2 separate regions of the Sus scrofa genome follow, and region 1 is linked to region 2. Evidence: chromatin contacts called from public Hi-C data. All regions are on one chromosome and are shown on one strand. Each heading gives the region's core, a stretch centred on a gene start, on an enhancer-like site or on the middle of the called end of the contact. The rest is flanking DNA. Distances are from core to core; before and after follow the strand shown. Region 1 holds the start of FUOM (fucose mutarotase). Region 2 holds the start of LOC102159965.

Region 1 (3,473 bases), core at 4-2,503, 44 kb before region 2:
GCCTGTCCTGCGGCGTAGCAGGGGTCCTGCCATGTGGAGAAAACACCATCACACCTGTCGACTGAAAAAAATGTGCAACCTGAAAGTTGAGAATTAAGCTTTATCTGGTGGACGCGCTGAGGAGTTTAAACGAGATACAGCCTCTCAGTGAGCTCTGAGGGACTGTTTTGCAGACGCAGAGGGGCAGAAGCAGCTAGGCGGGGGTTCCCTGGAGAAAGAGCCACGAATGGCTTTCCTGGTCTGAAAGCCTGTTTCGGCCTAAGCCATTTTTGTGATCGAAGCCTGACTCAGTGCTTGCCCTTGACCAGGTCTCAGTAACTAATGATCTTAAGGGAAGAGAGGAATGCAGGGACAGAAAAAAGGCAGGCAGGCCGCAGTGCAGTGATGCGGCAGGGTCCTGGCTCCTCCTCGGGGCACGCGGAAGAATAGACCTGGAGAGCTGCAGGCGCTAGGGCCCCGGGCCGGTGGAGGGTGGGGTGGTGGGGTGGATCCCCCTGGCTTCAATCGACTGAAGCTCCGGCTCTGTCCACCTCTGGCCCAACTCTAAGCTGCATTCTCCCCTGCTCAGGCCCCTTCATGAATAGGCATGTACCCTTAGCTTAAAACTTCCCTGGCTTGAGTTCCCATTATGGCTCAGAGGAACGAATCTGACTAGTACCCTTAAGGACTAGGGTTCGATCCCTGGCCAAGCTTGTGAGCTGTGGTGTAGGTTGCAGACATGGCTCAGATCCCGAGTTGCTATGGCTGTGGTGTAGGCCAGCAGCTGTAACTCCAATTCCACCTGTAGCCTGGGAACCTCCATACATCTCGGGTGAAGCCCTGAAAAGCAAAAAAAAAAAAAAAAAAGAATTTAGGGCTTTTCTGTGTATGGGGGGGATGCAAGAGCCTGGGTTCTTTGAAATCACTCCTTTGATGTGCACCCCATCAGGGCCAGTGCTGTCTTTCTCCTTTCTCATTCTCCCTCAGGGCCCCCTCAGGGGCAGCTGCAGTGGCTGAAGTCCAGATGGCCTCAACATGCTTTGTGAACTGAAATGGCATTCTTTATCTGTGCGCCAGGCTCAGCCCTGGAGCCTGAGAGGCTGTGGCCTCCCCTTTGGGGCAGCGGCCATCTTCTGCCACCGGAATTGCAGGTGGCAGGACCGGATGGAGAAGCGCGGTGTGGTAGATGGTCCCGGCTTCCGAATCTCCGGGACCAAAGGTCAAGGGGGGAGGAGACTCTGGCCCGCCGAAGGTGCTCCCTCCACAGTGTAGACACCTAGACTTGGGAGTGGGGTGGGAGTCAGCGCGCTGCTGTCCCGGGTTCCCGAGGGGGTCTCGGCAGGCTGGCACCTGAGACAGGGTAGGGGGTGCTCTCCGCACACCCGCTTGGCCTGGAGGTCACACCTGCCTGCCCTCAGGGGTCCTTCGTGTGAACAGTGTTGAGTGCAGGAGAAAAGTCCACCCTGAGCCGCCATCCACGCCACCCGACGGCGCCACGGACCCTGCGTGCGGGGTGGAGGGCGGGTCGGAGGCCCTCACGCAGGGAAGGCGCTGGGGAGGCTTGGAACACAAACACACGTGGACGCCCGAGTCCTGGACCCGGCGAGGGTCCCGAGGCCCCGAAAGGCGGTGCCTGCGGGGCTGGGCTGGCCGTGGGCACCTGCCCAGCGAGACCGCGAGGCCTCAGTGCCGCATCGGGGACCCGCCTCGCGGCTTCCGGCAGCCGGGGCTCCCTTCGGGTCACGCCCATCCCGTCCAGACCCCGCCCCTGTGGACTCGGCCCCGCCCCCTTCCGCCCCGCCTGCCGCTCTTCCACCCGCCGCGAGCATGGTGGCGCTGAAGGGCATCCCCGCGCTGCTGTCCCCGGAGCTGCTCTACGCCCTGGCGCGAATGGGGCACGGAGATGAGATCGGTGAGCGCGGCCAGGGCAGAGCCTTGGGGAGACCCCGGTGCCCAGGATAGAAGTCGGGCGAGGCCCCTGGGGCCCTGCCGTCCCCGGCCCCGCAGGGGTCCAGTCTCACGCTGTGTCCCGTCTGGGAGCGGACTCCTCGCGCCGGGTTAGAGCCGGATCCTGGGTGGGGGCATTGATTTGGCCGCCCCCGCCTTCTTCAGGAAACCGAAGGCTGGGCGGTCACGAGGACGATGGCCCTTGGTCCGGGAGGGGCTGTATCCGGGCAGGTGTGGTTCCTCCTCTAGCCCGGATGTCCGCGGCTTCGGGCGGCCAAGAAGTACACACTCCGCCTCAGGCCCTACGTGCCCTCATGCTCCAGTACCCTCCCCACACGGCCCCGAAGGGCCACAACCGCCTGCGCCAAGGCTGTGCCTAACGTTTGCAGCGGCCTCTCTTCTCCTGGGCCATCAGCCTGGGCCGGGCTGCGTGAGCAGACGCTGGGCAGGCCTCCGGGCAGCTTTCTGGTAACACCTGCAGCTCCTCCTACAGGTGCAGCCCCCCTCCGCTCCCCCACCCCCCGGAGGAGATGGGAGGGGCAGTGGGCGTGGCCTAACGCGCCGGGGCTGCGCGGACCTACCGCGGCCGCTAACGGTGTCTGCCGTTCAGTCCTTGCAGATGTGAACTTCCCCACGTCCTCCGTCTGCAGGTGTGGCCCGGAGGAGATCCGCGCTGACGGTGAGGGCCCCCCCCCCCCCCGGGCAGGGCAGGCTTGGGGAGGGTGGGCTGTCCTGAGCTTGCGCTCTCCAGGTGCGGCCGCTCTGCGCCTACTGCGCCCACCCGCGATCCAGGAAATCTCAGGGCCAGGACCCTCAGGATTCTCCCTGCAGCCCCCAGCCCCTGGAAGTGAGCCAGGACCTGCTGCTCCATCTCACACACCTTAAAAATGGGGAAACCGGCCTGGACCCTTCTTGGCTGTGAGCAGTGGTTCCCAGCCCAGGTCAGGGGTTCAGCATTTACTCTGCTGTGGTGACCTGGCCCCGAAGGGTCCCAGGGTCCACTCACTCTAAGACCCTCTGAACCCCTGGGGCCAGTGGGAGCTGAGGCTTGGAGGGGCCTGGAACCAAGTTCAGGGCGTGACAGTGGGAGTAGGAGGCAGTCCTGTCCTGCCTGGGCTGGGGCTGCAGCTGGATGCCCCCACCCCCCAACGACGTTGTGAGGCAGGAAGGTGACTTCCCTGCAGAGCTCAGGCCACTAAAGGGGCAGAAATGTGAACTGTGGGGTGAACCCAGCCCCCGGGACAGAGCACTCCCAACCCTGTGGCCTCGGCTTCCACCCCCTCCTCCAGGGGCTGAGCCCCCTGTGCGTGCATGACCCGAGGTGCTCCCCTCCCCCCCCGGGGGGGGGGAACAGACAGACAGGATTCAGCTGAGTGTTGGGAAGAGTCTAACCTTGTTGAAACTCGGGGAGGAAAAGCGGAAGGATGTGCCTTCCAAGAGCAGCAGGGTTTCCTCGATGCGGTTCGATTGGTTACCGCGGCTTCTGTGTCACCTGTTTTTGTACAATGACCATGCGTTAGTTTAACAATCAGAAACAACTCCGGGGG
Region 2 (3,697 bases), core at 1,073-3,572:
GGTGACCTTCCCCAAACAGCGGCACTCTGCTCCAGTAACTTCCCCTACCACTGGCACCAAGAGGAGGAGCCAGCCACGTGCCCCTGTGCTGCTCGGTGACCCAAGGGAGTAGCCATCTGTGTCCCTCAGAGCCTGTCCCTCGAGGATGTCCAGGGAAGATGGCCCCAAATGCTCCTCCCGGATCTGGGCTGTCGGGGACCCGGGATCCCTTGAAAGGTGGCTGCTCAGCCGCACGGCTGGTGAAGGAGCGCAGGTGAGAGTGGTACCTGCTCTTTTACTCCCATTAAACAGCCAAACCCGGATCTGATGAAGCGGCCCGGGGAGGTGGGCGGGGCTGGCGCACCCTGCGTGGACGGCGGTGGCCTGACCGGTCACCCCCGATGGGCTCGGATGGCGTGGAAAGACCTGGACGAGCAAGGCCACCATGCGGGCAGCCCCGGGACTTTGGGAGCCAGGCCTCCGTCCTGACCGCTGTCCACCCACAGTGCCCTAGGCCCAGCACCATCTCCCCGGCCTGAAGGGCCTCCCCCGCCACCCAGGAAGTGTCCACTGGTCCTCGGGAGTTTTCTGGTGATGGGTTCCCAGAGGCGGTCCCCAAAACTGGCTTGAGGAGGGGCTCTGGGCCCCGTGGCCGAGGCGGCGGCTGGCACTCCGGGGCCCCCACGCTCTCCCAGCTCAGGGCCCAGCCCTCAGGGCTCCACTTTAACTGTGGTCACTGAAAGCAGGGCTCTCAGTCGATTCCCTGACTGACATTCTGTTTTCTCTTCAAAAGCTGCTGCATTTGGGTCTCAGGACCCTTGTCCCAGCGGAGATGCAGCCAACTGCTACTGGCCACGGAGAGAACCCCCCCAAACACACACACAGGGGAAGTTTCTGGGGAGAGAGAAAACCCAGAGCCTGGAGCTGAAACGAAGCGAAACGAATCATCTGCACATCCGGCGCCGGACTGGGAAGTGACCGGAGGACAGGCCTCCAGGACCGGACCTGCCCACTGAGCGTGTTTGCCGGTCAGACCTGGACCCAACAGCACCTCGGACTCTCCCTGAGAAAATGCTCCCTGAGAAGATGCAGACCGCCTGACTGCTCTGAATGGGGGGGTCTGGGGGGACATGAGCGGGACATGTGCCAGCCCGGAGCCTGCCCAGGCCACTCCTACCCGGAGGCCACCCGGTTTTCTGCTCCTGCCCCCCTCCCACTGCCCACCCCCCTGCGCAACCTCTGGGGTCCCGGCCCGGCGGCTTCCTGGCCGCAGCGTGGTGGCGCAGCTGTCCGTCTGGAGGCCCCCGTCCTCTCTGGCCTCATTACTGGGCTGTGAGTCTTGAAGGAGTGACCCACCCGAGCCCTTGCCAGTGGTTCCCCTCACAGACAGGGACGCGCCCGGGCCCTGGTCAACCTAAGCGTGCTGGCGGCCGGAAGGGAGGCAATGGGAGGGCAGGCAGGCGGGGGAGGGAGTGGCCCTGGAGGCAGCGGGAAGCGGGGGGGTCACTAGGCTGCTGGCCAAGTCCAGGCGGCCACGCCACCCTAGCTCCCAGAGGCACTGGGGCAGGCGTGCTCAGGGTCTTTCGCCCTCCTGGCCAGGCCAGCTCTGGCCGCTGAGTCCAGAGTGCGTCCAAGGCCACCGCCTGGCACACCCTGACCTCCATGCCAGACCTTTAGGGCCACAGCCTCCTCCAGCCAGGCAGGTGGACAGGCCGGGGTGGATGCCAGCTCCCAGGAGGCTCGGGCCTGCAGGCGGGCACATGCTGAGCCCTCTCTCCTGTGAATCTGCCCAGAAGCAGCAGCATGGATCCGCCTGCCCCCAGGGACTTGCGTCCAGGGGAAGCTAGGGGCCTCGGGCCTCCTCTTGCTCCCTCACCTGGCTGTGGGGGGGGGGGTGGCCAGACCCAACTCTTCACCCCGGGTCCCCGTGGAGCCAGGGTGTCGCCCGCGTGTCACCAGTGTGTCCCGGCACGCTCCCCCCACAGGCCGAGCACAAGGTCCTAAAGTGGACAGGCCGCCCCCAGGGAGCGCCCCCTGGTCACCGGTGTGCAGTCTGGGGGCCGGCAGCTGTTATGGTCCCTTCAGTGCGCTGCAGGGTGGGCACTGCCCGATGGGCCATAGGCCTCTCATCCAGCTTTTGTGGGAAACTTTCCCACCATCAAGATCCCTTTACAGGAAACAGGTGTGATGAGGTGGGGGAGGGGAGGGGGTGGAGCCTGGTGGAGGCCGCGATGGACAAGGTGAGAGGGGGTGGACCGGGGCCAGGTTCCAGCAGGGTCTGGGACCACCGGTTTGGCTTGCCAGGATGCGGGTGTTTGGTCACCCCTGGCAGGGAGACCGGGAGGGCCCAGGTCTGGATGGCGCTGAGCGAGGAGGCGAGGGCTGCCGGCTGCTGGGATGTGCTGGGCTTGCCTGTCCTGGCTCAGGAAAGCGGGGGCCGGGAGAAAACTGGGTCTGTTTGGGGCGAGCGGTCCGTGAGGTGCCCGCGGGCTCCTCGTGGGGTTGGCCAGGCAGACGGGATGCGGAGGGCCAGGAGCTGCTGGGTTCAGGGGGAAGAGCGGGCATGGGGTGAGCTGGGCAGGACTCCCTGCCGCCAGGGGGCCAGCAGCAGGCATCCTCCTGCTGATCCACCTATCGTCTGGTTGGGGAGCGCGTCCAGGCCTGATCACCTCAAAACTGGCGAAACAAAACCATAGAGTTAGGAGAAATTGACACCGGGTCATCCGTACAGGGCCTTAAACATGTTGACAGACATGGGAACGTAGGTGCCTGTGTGTGTCTGCAGGTGTGTCCACATTACATGCGTGAGCATGGGTGTGTACCATGTGTGTGTTGTTCGAGGGAGTGGGGGAAGCTGTCTCCAGGGAGTCCGGGTCTGCCGACTTCAGTTTGGGGGCAGCAAATGGCTCAGAGGTGCATCTACCAGCAGCCCCTGGAGCCTAGGGCAGAGGGACCTTGTGGGCAGCGGTGGGACACCAGCCCCTGGAGACCACCCACAATCCTCGCTCCGGGCCTCCTCCCACTTTATACGTCCAGCAATGGCAGGTGGGATCTGTCCCCCGCCACCCCCTCCACCCATCTCTTCTGACCCTTCTTCTCCCTGTAAGAACCTTGTCATCACGGGAGCCCCCACCTGACAATCCAGGATAATCACTGTTTTAAGGGCCACTAACTGCAGCTTTAAGAGGGGCTGTGGGGCCCACGGGGGGGGGTGGGAGGAAGGCTGGGAGAGGGGGTGCCTCAGAGGCTCCTGTGGGGCCCATGGGGGCAGGAGGAGGAGGGAGGGGGAGCAGGACACACTCTGCACTTGCCGAAGTCATCTCATGCCTCTGCTCACAAAAGAAGGTGGCGGCTCTCTCACAACAGCAAGGAAATAGTAGCAACCCACATGCCCACCAAGCAATGTGGGGTAAATCCACAATGTGGTGGAATATCACGCAGCCCTGAAAAGGAATGAGCTCCCTTAGACGAACCTCAGAAACATCGTCTAAGTGAAAGGAGCCAGACATGAAAGACCACATAGTGACTGATTCCATTGATAGGAAATGCCCAGAAGAGGCAAATCCACAGAGACAGAAAACAGAGCCGTGGTCGCCAGGGACTGGGGGAGGAGAATAAGGGGTGACAGCTAATGGTATGGGGTTTCTTAGCAGAATGATAAAAAAGCTCTGGAATGAGAGATGATTATAATGGCTGCATAACTTTGAGAATACACTGA

The links. A called contact is a pair of places that touch in the nucleus more often than the background predicts.
Region 1: a contact with region 2 is called in a Hi-C map of liver, with 2.2 times the contacts expected there. The contact joins the promoter of FUOM here to the promoter of LOC102159965 in region 2. A contact is called at or near these places in 6 of 47 Hi-C or Micro-C datasets (alveolar macrophages, brain, epiblast stem cells and 2 more) and 2 of 2 datasets of contacts at active chromatin or transcription factors (alveolar macrophages and skeletal muscle).

Annotation. Positions count from the first base shown.
Region 1 is chr14:141,334,408-141,337,880 of Sscrofa11.1, reverse strand. It overlaps FUOM (fucose mutarotase), which reads left to right and starts at 1,253. Exons shown (of 6, transcript XM_001927817.6): 1 at 1,253-1,891; 2 at 2,537-2,605. The coding sequence starts at 1,807.
Region 2 is chr14:141,290,970-141,294,666 of Sscrofa11.1, reverse strand. LOC102159965 reads right to left here and starts at 2,322. Exons shown (of 3, transcript XM_021073954.1): 1 at 1,336-2,322. It overlaps LOC110256848 (a long non-coding RNA gene), which reads left to right and starts at 118. Exons shown (of 2, transcript XR_002338878.1): 1 at 118-253; 2 at 773-989.